Linked DNA regions of Mus musculus: region 1 is linked to region 2. A link is a contact called in public promoter capture Hi-C data. All regions are on one chromosome and are shown on one strand. Each heading gives the region's core, a stretch centred on a gene start, on an enhancer-like site or on the middle of the called end of the contact. The rest is flanking DNA. Distances are from core to core; before and after follow the strand shown.

Region 1 (5,255 bases), core at 2,421-4,920, 9.3 Mb before region 2:
ATACTACAGCTAAGCTACATGCCAGGCCCCGCTGAACAGGACAAGCAGAGGAAAGACAGAAAGTCAACCCTCATAGAAGTAGAGACTACTGGTGGCTGGGGAGCTCTGGGAGACACTAGTCAATTGGTAAAACAATGATCTATTAGGAGCACTTCTGGAATTCTGTCGCAGGGTAAATACAGTTATCAAAGTCTATGCTACAGCAGCTAGAAGACAGGATGTTGAATACTCTAACTGCAAAGGAATAATCAATGTTTGAGGTGACAGATATGCTGTGGATTTCAACTTGATCACCACACAATGTGTGCACGTATCAAAACACTGTATTTGAAATGTGGGCAACTGTTGTTTGTCCAGTCTAATTTTCAAAAGGAATTAAATAAATCAGTAACAAAACACATAAACCCAACAACAAGGGCACAGGAACAGCACTTACCTGCCTGGAATTTCAAAATCAAATGCTTTTGTAAACTTACTTTCATATTTATCCTTTCCCATGTAAATAGTGTAAGTAGATGAATTAACTAAAATAAAACAAAAATAAAAAGACAATTAGTGGGGACCCATTGCATGGCCATGGGCCATACCTGGCTCACCTACCTGCTCTTATGCATCCTCTGAGTTAAGCATAAGATGTATCCTTTTAAATGACTGATAGCAGCAGGCCAAGACTAAACTATAGACTGCATAAGTCTTTTTTTTTTTTTTTTTTTTTTTTTTTTTTTCTAATTTTTCGAGACAGGGTTTCTCTGTGTAGCCCTGGCTGTCCTGGAACTCACTCTGTAGACCAGGCTGGCCTCGAACTCATTAAGTCTTACTGAGCGTAAAACAGTAACTTGTCCCCAAAGATGATGCTTAGCAATGCTTACTGCTGAATAGTTGCTTTCCTCCTTTTCAAGAAAATATCTCTATTTTTAAATTTCTCTTAAGGGATAAAGTTTAATGGCAATTTCCAGCTCAGCCCTATACTTTTGCCTTCTTCAACGATAATGACAATAATGACAACAACAACAACCATTCCCCATAATGAACAACAATCTCTTCTACAAACATTTAAAAACAGATCCCTACACATGGGAGACAGAGGCAGGTGGATCTCTGAGTTTGAGGTCAGCCAGGTTTACAGAGTGCGTTCCAGGACAGCCAGGGCTACACAAAGAAACCCTGTCTCAAAACAACTATATAAAAACGTGTGTCTATGTGTGTGTGCATAGTATATGTAATGAATATAATGTATTCTTAAAACTTAGCTAGCTGGCATTGCTTATATCTCATTGTGCTACGATGGTGGATGCCCTGTTCCACTCAGGGGAACCACAGTTCTCAAACTTCTCCAAACACTGGCTCTAACGCCCTCCAGCTACCTCAAACAAGCTAAATCCTAGTTTTTACATTGAAGTAATGAGCATTTTGTTGCTTAGAAAGCTTTCCTTAATCTTGATTCTAAAGTACAAGATTAGGACTGAAAGAACTAGGTACACACCCTACCAAAACTTGCTGGACCCTAAATGGAGCTAAATTTGTGAGATGGTGTTCAGTCTACAAAGCACAAGACCTGGTAGATAGAAACAGAGTTGGCTGGAGAGTCTGTACCCCTGAGCAGAACACACACAGGGCAGTGATGGTGTTGTATGCCTATAGTCCCAGCATTTGAGTGGGAGAAGGGTCTGGAATTCATGCTGTCCTTAGCTACGGAGGCTGGCTTAGGGCAGTCTGGTCTATCTGAGACTGACAAAAAACAAAAAACAAATAAAAGTTAAGAGACCATACATTCGCTGGGCGGTGGTGGCGCACGCCTTTAATCCCAGCACTCGGGAGGCAGAGGCAAGCGGATTTCTGAGTTCGAGGCCAGCCTGGTCTATATCTATAGAGTGAGTTCCAAGACAGCCAGGGCTACACAGAGAAACCCTGTCTCGAAAAATGCAAGAGAGAGAGAGAGAGAGAGAGAGAGAGAGAGAGAGAGAGAGAGAGGAGGGGTGGAGGGAGGGACCAAGGGACCATACATTTAGAAGGCCAGGGAGTTTCTGCCCCCACCTCCTGGATCACAGGATTCCAGGAGTGGACCACATACTCAGTTTCTGTGGTATTAGAGATCAAACCCCAGACTTCAGGAATACTAGACAAACACTCTAACTCAAACAACTGTCTGTCACTCCAGTTCCAGGGGATCTATCATCCTCTTCTGGCCTTGATAGGCACTAGGCACACAAGTAGTATGTAGATGCGCATGTAGGAAAAATACCTACAGACATAAAATAATTTTTAGAAGTAGCATGGCTACAAAAAAGAAAAACAAACAAACACCTCACACTGAAGGACGCTTCACAAAATAATGCTTCAGTTAAAAGTATCATGAAAGGCTAGGTAGTACATGCCTTTAATCCCGGCACTGGGGAGGCAGAGCAGAGGGTAGCATGAATTCAAAGCCAGCCTGATCTACACTGTGAGTTCTAGGCCAGCCAAGGGCTACATAATGAGATCCTGTCTCAAAAATAAACAAACTAAAAAGTACTAAGAGACAAAACCACCAAACAATAACTCCAGATCTGGGGACCTAGAAAGTAATGCCAACGTCAGGGAGCCTTCAGGCAGGAGAGTCTATGTTTGAAGCAACCTGAGCCACTCACTGTCTCAAGAAGGGGCAAAAATCAACACAGCAGCCAACTGTGTAAGTAGGGCACTATGCTAAGGAGACAAGACAGACTGCCCCTCAAGAGACCTGCCCGGTAGCTCAAGCAGACACCTTTTAATACCACATGAGAGCAGTCCTAAAGGAATGTTAAGGGGGGTCCAGAAAGAAATGCATATTTTATCTTGACGAGGAAACTGGGTCTCACACAGTGTCTTCAAAAAGGCAAGCGCTATTTTAATGGGGTGAGAGTTTAAAATTAGAAATTGATTCTGGACAATATGGGCAGAGAAACTAAGTTGACGCGGCATTTCCTGGAAACCGAAACAGCTCTTTCTGGCCTTCCAAAACCAACCCAGTAGCCTTAGCAGACGTCCACTGGACCATCACCTCTGCCCAGGGAGGGGCTGTACTAACATTCCAGCCCTCCGATTGCTCTCCGCGGCACCCCAGGCCCTCCCTGCGTAGGAGGGCAAGCTACTCTTCCTGCAGGAGACATCTGCTGGCACCTGTCGCACTGGTCAAGCATCGCTCCAAGGTGCGGGCAGAACGCTAGGGCAAAGGCTTGCGACGGGGACGTGGGGGACTAGGCTGGAACGCACACACGTCCAGGAAGCGTTGGCGGGTCTGTCAAGTGGGGACGAGAATGATTACCGGGTATAAAGAAAGCGGGGGCGCATTCCCGCCGCGACCACCGGGGCCAGGGGACGACCAGGCAGCCGAGGGGACGGCCAAGCAGGGAACCAGAAGGCTCTGGGAGAGGTGCCCGCGGAAGGACGCGGTTCAGGACTAAGTCCAAGCCCAGCGCGGCGGCTGGGGAATGCCGGCTTTGGAAGCAGGGGCCCCGGCGTCACTCACCGCTGCTGCTGGTGAAGTAGAACACCATGATCCTGGTAGAAGAGTGGCGACTCCTACTCAAAACGCGAAGCTTGAGATACCGCCGGCGCGAGGGTGAGCCGGCTTCCAGGCTCTCCTCAGGACACTTCCGGCGGACGTGCCGTCGCGTCACAACGCCGTCCTGTCAGCGCCATCTTTAGTCCTGGCGAAGGGAAGGGTGTTGGCGGAAGAGCAGGTGTCCCGGGGATTTTGAGGATTCCGCTCAAGCGTCTGGTTGAAAGAAATTAGCTGGGGAAATACATCTTGTTTGAAGTCATAAAGAAAAAATACTAAGGGCAGACTTTATTTTCAGAGGCTCTACTAAGTGGACACGAGAGTTGGTCATCGCTTTTTATGTCTTCCCACTCAACCCAATATGGGCTCCATGCGTGCAGAAACTGCCTTTTTCATGCATGGTTAAGGGTCCCTGTAACCATTTCCTCAGGAGGCACTCAGTAAGAACCAATTTTTTTAAAAGATTTATTTATTATTATACGTAAGTACACTGTAGCTGTCTTTAGACACACCAGAAGAGGACATCAGATCTCATTACGGACGATAGTGAGCCACCATGTGGTTGCTGGGTTTTGAACTCCGGGCCTTCGGAAGAGCAGTCAGTGCTCTTTCTTACCCACTGAGCCATCTAACCAGCCCCAAGAACCAATTTTTAAATAAACTCATTCTCCCATTACTTGACATAGGTGAGGGTTTTGTTGTGTTTTTTGTTTGTTGACTTGACCAAACTAGTCAGAATAGAGTTAGGTAATGTTCATCAAACCCTATCTAAGCCTGAGATGGCCTCAGCAAGAATACAAGATGGAAGAAATGCTGCACTGTCTTGCCCAGTCAAACAATGAACTAAATTGCATCGAGGACAGAAGGTTCTCAAATGAATTGTTACTGTTACTACCCAGAGACACTCTCCTTTTTTGGGATTCCGAGTAGGGCTATTTTTTGTTCCTTTAAATCTAATGTCTGCTCCTTATTACCTACAAGACTGAACAAATACCAAACTTCTGAAGTTCAGAACCTCTTGCTATAAATTTACAAAATTCCACAGCCTTCCTAGGTTTGACTTGGAAGTTTTTCTTATTTCTGATAAAGAAAAAATATGAGAGTCCATTTCGGGCTGTATCCCTCCAACAAGCTCCAAAAGTCAGACCACACAAAAGGGCTACAGAAAAGGAGTTTTACCGTCCCTGGAGAGCCTAGTCTTTCATAGAGCAGGAAATTCTAGGCAAGTAGAACCTGATGGTAAAAATGTCCCCTCTTTGGCTTTAACTCTCTCAAAAGAAGAAACTAGCCAGAGTCTCCCACTAAGCAGTTTCCACTATTGTTCTAATTCTTTCACTTTACAAAACCCACTATCATTCTGGGTTTCCTGGTGCTGGTCAATGTTGTAGGCTATCCACCAGAGAAGACTGCTCCAACATGGGTTTAAACCAATAGAAAGTCTTTTTTAGTTGGCCGGATACTACACTGGATGTTTGGGATCCCAGTGCAACATTTTCTCAGTCTTTCCTCAGGGTGAGCTTTTAAACACACAAAAAAACATGTTCTGGGTTGACATTCCTCAGTTAACAAGAACTACAGAAGTCAGAAAGCAAGCTTAGTGCATTTAGAGACTTTCCCAGAACTATGGACTCTGATGGATTAGATCTTTGTTTTCATTTTGACAGGTCTATGTGCTGAGTTTTATAGCCTGAATGACACTTTCATCATGGAGTCAGTTCTGTTAAGGTCTGGGCCC
Region 2 (5,053 bases), core at 70-2,569:
TGCTACCCACTGAGCTCCATTCTCTTGTCAACATTTTAGGTGTGTGATCTTGGTAGTTTTGAACTTTGGCTTTTTCATCTATGATGTAACCTAACAAAACAAAGCAAAACAAAAACTTTTCCCGTCTCCATGTTTGAGGTGTCTGTACAAAATTTTAATTATCTTTAATAATATTGATTTATTTGAACTAATTAGTATAAAGGGCAATTCTTCTTGATGACCTTTTTATATAGAATCTCATGTTAACATACTGGCCTCTAACTTACTCTATATTGGAGGGTGACCTTGAATTTCTGATTCACCTTCCCCACCTGAGAGACTGGTCACCAATTTTGGATTATACAGTGCTGAGGATAGAACATACTAGGCAAGCATTTGATCAACCGGAGAAGAGAAAATGGGATGGCCTAGTGGTTATGGGCATTTGCTGTTCTCTCTCCCAAGATTGGGTTCAGTTTCCAGCTCCTACATGGTAGCTCACAAACATCTGTAGCTCTAGTTCCATGGGATCATGGGATCAGATGGCCCCTATGACCTCTACAGGCACCAGACACACGTCAGGGCACATACTAACATGAAGGCAAAATATGCTTGCACATAAAGTAAAAATAAAATAGTAAAATTATATATTTAAAAAACAGATGTTAGTTTACAATATTGTTCAAACCTAGTCTAAAAACTGTGGTAGCTTGAAGTGTTGTAGCATCCTAGATTAAAGGGTCATGTCTGTATTTTGGAACCCCTCTGGTGGCAAAACAAATAAACAGTGAAATCTGCGCTCAACATTCCATATATAATTTTAATATCTGCACTTTCAATATTCCATATAATTTAAACACTGAATGCACACACTTTGTGCAGCCATCGACTAGCCACATAATAGATGATTATTTCCGGAGTAAATTTTTCCACGGTTATCTTCACTTATTCGTCCTACCAATGTCACTTTTTTGTTTTAAACAGGTCTTTATTAAATCAAACCCATTCAAAGAGAAAAGCGAAGACGACGAAACTCTCCCAAACCTGTCGTCTTTTAGATTCGGTTTGAATCTCTGTGTTCCTGGCACAATGGAGTACGCTCTCTGTTACCGCAGGGGTCAGATCTCAATCGGTTGACTTCAGAACAACAGCTGTTGACCAGTGCCCGCCGCAAAAGAGCGCGCATAGAGCATCCCCTAGCAACGTTTATGGCGGTGTTGCTGGGAGTTGTAGTTTGCATGTGTCCGAGGCGCCTGCGCGCAAGCTCACACGGACTGTAGGAACTACATTTCCCAGGAGTCACTGGACCAGAGTTGGGCGGGGCCGGTCCAGGAGGCGGGGCTCTGGCTGCAGCGATGGTTGTGGCGGCTCATTCGTAAATGCCGGGCCAGCTAAGTGGTGACTATCGCTGGTCGGAGCGGTCTGAACAGCTGTTTCTTCGAAGAACGGTAACTGATGGGCGGAAGGAGCGGAGAAGCCCGTCCGCCGCCCGGTTCCTGAGAGGCCAGCTTGGGCTTTGGGGCTGGCATGGCGCGGAGGGCTTGGCGCCCGCGGGCGGCGGTGGTTCCGGGGCTTAAGCCCGCTTTGTTCTTCCGAGCACCCGGGGGATCGGTCCTCAAGGGGGTCGGCCGGGGTGCGTGTTTCTGTTCCGGGCGACACGCTCGCCGGGCCGGGTGCAGTGGCGCCGCTTGCAGTCTTTCAGGAGGCCTTATCTCGGCTTCTCCAAAAGCTTTGTTGCTTTCAAGAAGAGTTGTGTTTCAGGGGAGGCGGACCTGTCAGCTGAAAGTTTTCAGGGTCTGAATTGTCTCCTCGTATCTTCCTCAATCAAGGTCTGAATTGTCTCCTCGTAACTTCCTCCTTCTCCAGTGCAGATAATTTATGTTTTGAACAGAAAGATGTCAAAGCTTTCAATTAGTCGATTTTTTTTTAAAGGCAGCTTTACGTACAATTAACTTACGGTAATGACTACAACTTCATAAGCAGGTGGTGTTGTACCTCAGATTTTAATATCTGAGTTTACATAACATACTGTCCTAGACAGTCTATTATTTGTAGTTTACCTAGGCCTTCGTATAAGTAATAAAAAACAAATTTAGGGGAAAATTTTTGGCGTTCTTTAGACAAGGGCTTGTTATGTAGCCCAAGCTAGCCTTCCACCTCAAACACTGTATTATAGGTGTGTATCATCAATACCCAACTGTGAATCAGTATTTCAATACTTAAAACTGGCAGTACGTATAGTTTTAGGACCACAGTAATGGACTTGTAGCAAAGGTATGGAAGTTTTAGTGCTTTTTAAAAAAAGGTGTGTGTGTGTGTGTGTGTGTGTGTGTGTGTGTGTGTGTGTGAAGACGATGTTAAGATGCTGCCCTAAACCATTATTACACTTTGCTCAGTCTAACAGGGAATTGTTGACGATTTTCACATTACAGAGTGACTTTCTTTGCAGCTTGTTTACTGTCTAAATTAAGATTTATTTAGTTTTAAGATTACCTTTTACAAATATTGTTGTGTACATGATATGTGTTGGATTTCATGCATGTTCTGCATGTGTGGAGGGCAGGGGACAACTTTGTAGAGTCAGTGTCTCCTTTCACCTTTATGTGGGTTCCGGGACCAGCTCTGATCGCCAGGCGTGTACAGTTTGCACTTTACCCACTGTGAGCCATCTCTCCAGCTCTGGGTTTTCTTGCTTTTGTTTTGTTTTAAAGACAGTCTCTCACTTTACACTCACACTGTCTTTGGGACTTGCTATGTATCCAGACCGGCCTCACCCCTGTGATGACCAGCTTCCTTCCTCAGTGCTGGCATTATGCTTGTGAGACCCCATGTTTGATTTAAACATTTTTTTTTTTTTTTTTACTAAGGATGTTGAAATTTAACCAAGGTTAACTGAAAACTCCCTTCCTTGCCTTTACAGGTAGGTTCCTAATGTAAAAACAATTAGGATTATCTTTCTTACAACAGATTACAAGGAAATTACTATTCAGGAATTAACAGTTACTGGATAGCTAGTTAATGCGTGCTACTCTTTTTTGTTTTTTTGTTTTTGTTTTTCGAGACAGGGTTTCTCTGTGTAGCCCTGGCTGTCCTAGAACTCACTTTGTAGACCAGGCTGGCTTCGAACTCAGAAATCCACCTGCCTCTGCCTCCCAAGTCCTGGGATTAAAGATGTGTGCCACCACGCCCTGCGCGTGCTACTCTTAAGTGTATGATGCAGTGTATATACTCCCTGCAGGCTGGAGCCCTTTCTCAGTAAGAACCAGCCCCTATCTTTCTAGGTGCTCTAGTTTGGCTCTCCTTGTTATGGTAGAAAACAACTAACTGAAAACAACTTGGAGTTTATTTCAGCTTACATGTTGTGGCCTATCATCCAGAGAAGCCAGGGCAGGAGCTTGAGGCAGGAACTGATGCAGAAACCATGGCAGAGTAATGCTTGCTAGCTTGCTTCATGGTTTGCTTTCTTATATGACCCAACCCACCTGCTTATGAGAGGCATCGCCCACAGTGGCTGGGCCCTCCCACACTAGTCATTAATCAAAAAAAATGCCCCCAACAGCATGCCTAAGGAAAGCAACTTGATGGCCAGTCTGATGGAGGCAATTCCTCAGGTGAGGTCCCATTATCTTCAGTGACAAGAACTAACCCCCACACTGGGTATCTGCCATTCTCAACTTTATAATTCCATTTTTCTCCGCTTCGCTAGTTTACTTTATGCTTGTGCACCATTTGTGTGCCCAGTGCCCTCCGTGAGCAGGGGAAGGTGTTGAATCCCCAGCAGCTGGAGTTCTGGATGGCTTTGAGGCACTGTGTTGGTTCTGAGACTTAACTCAGATCCTCTGTAAGAGCAGTAAATGCTCTTAACCACTGAGCCATCTCTCCAGCCCGTCTACATTTCCTATACTACATTTGCTCTTGCTCTGTACTTTGTGGTTCATGGTATGTCTTGCATCACTTCCTTAAGGTTTTAATTGTGTAAATGTAATGAATGTATGCCACACGGGTGCAGGTGCTGGCAGAGGTCAGAGGTGGGCATCATGTTCCCTGGAGTTACAGGTGGTTGTGAACTGTTTCACGTGGGTGCCAAGAACACAACTTGGGTTTTATGGAAGAGTAGGTAGAACTCTTAAGCACTGAGCCATCTTTCCAGCTCCTTATGGGTTTCTTTTTTGAGATGGTCTCACTCTGTAGTGCAGCTAGCCTGGAATTAGCAGTGTAATCCAGGTTGGTCTGGACCTCATGGTAGTCTGCTTGTCTCAGTTTCTGAAGTGCTGGAGCTATAGGTGTGGGCTACTGTACTTGGCTTGCTTATTTATTTTAATTTAGGTACTGAATCCAGGGCCTCACATATGGTAAACATCAGAAAGCCACATCTTGAGGTGGGGGCTTACACTGTATCTCAGGCTGGCCTGGAACTCCCTTTGCCTTGGTCTCTTCAGGGCTGGCATAACAGGTGTGGGTCACAGCACCTGGCTTCTTTCCCTTCATTGCAAGTGTGAGCTTGTCCCTATATAACAGAGGTACACAATGCCTAGAGGCAAAATCGCTAGATCAAGGCTTTTGTGCATTTTATGGTTTGGATAGTTAACTGCCTTACTCTGCAAAATATGTTATATTTCTAAGGACAGCTTAATAAAATAATTTCTGCTTTTTTTCATATTAAATATTAGCAGTCTTTAGTCTTTGCCAACCCAGTGGATAGGGACAAAAAAAAAGGTATATTGTTATTCTTTTTTCAGTGGCATGAGAGTGAACATATTTTGGTGTATCTGTTTCCTTTTTTATCTATTTTTCTGTTTATGTCTTTTGTATATTCTTATATGCCACTTGGAAAGCTAGATACATGTTTATTTACCTTTGTGTTTTTCTGTGTGTGTTGTGTATGTGTGTGTATGTATGTGTGGTGTGTGGTGTGTGTGTGTGTGTGTGAGATGTGTGTGGTGTTTGTGGTGTGTGGTGTGTGTGTGTGTGTGTGTGTGTGTGTGTGTGTGTGTGAGTGATTAAACCTATGTCCACAAGAAGCCCTAGGCTCCCAGGCTGCTGTTCACCTCTTCCACTCTACCCTCTTACTCTC

The links. Promoter capture Hi-C pulls out the DNA fragments that hold promoters and counts their contacts.
Region 1: a contact with region 2 is called in a promoter capture Hi-C map of pre-B cells. The contact joins the promoter of Ccdc25 here to the promoter of Cenpj in region 2. A contact is called at or near these places in 1 of 39 promoter capture datasets (pre-B cells) and 1 of 484 Hi-C or Micro-C datasets (CD4 T cells).

The regions. Positions count from the first base shown.
Region 1 is chr14:65,835,717-65,840,971 of GRCm38.p6, reverse strand. Ccdc25 (coiled-coil domain containing 25) reads right to left here and starts at 3,670. Exons shown (of 9, transcript NM_145944.5): 1 at 3,488-3,670; 2 at 477-524. The coding sequence starts at 3,515.
Region 2 is chr14:56,568,112-56,573,164 of GRCm38.p6, reverse strand. It overlaps Cenpj (centromere protein J), which reads left to right and starts at 1,319. Exons shown (of 17, transcript NM_001014996.2): 1 at 1,319-1,427.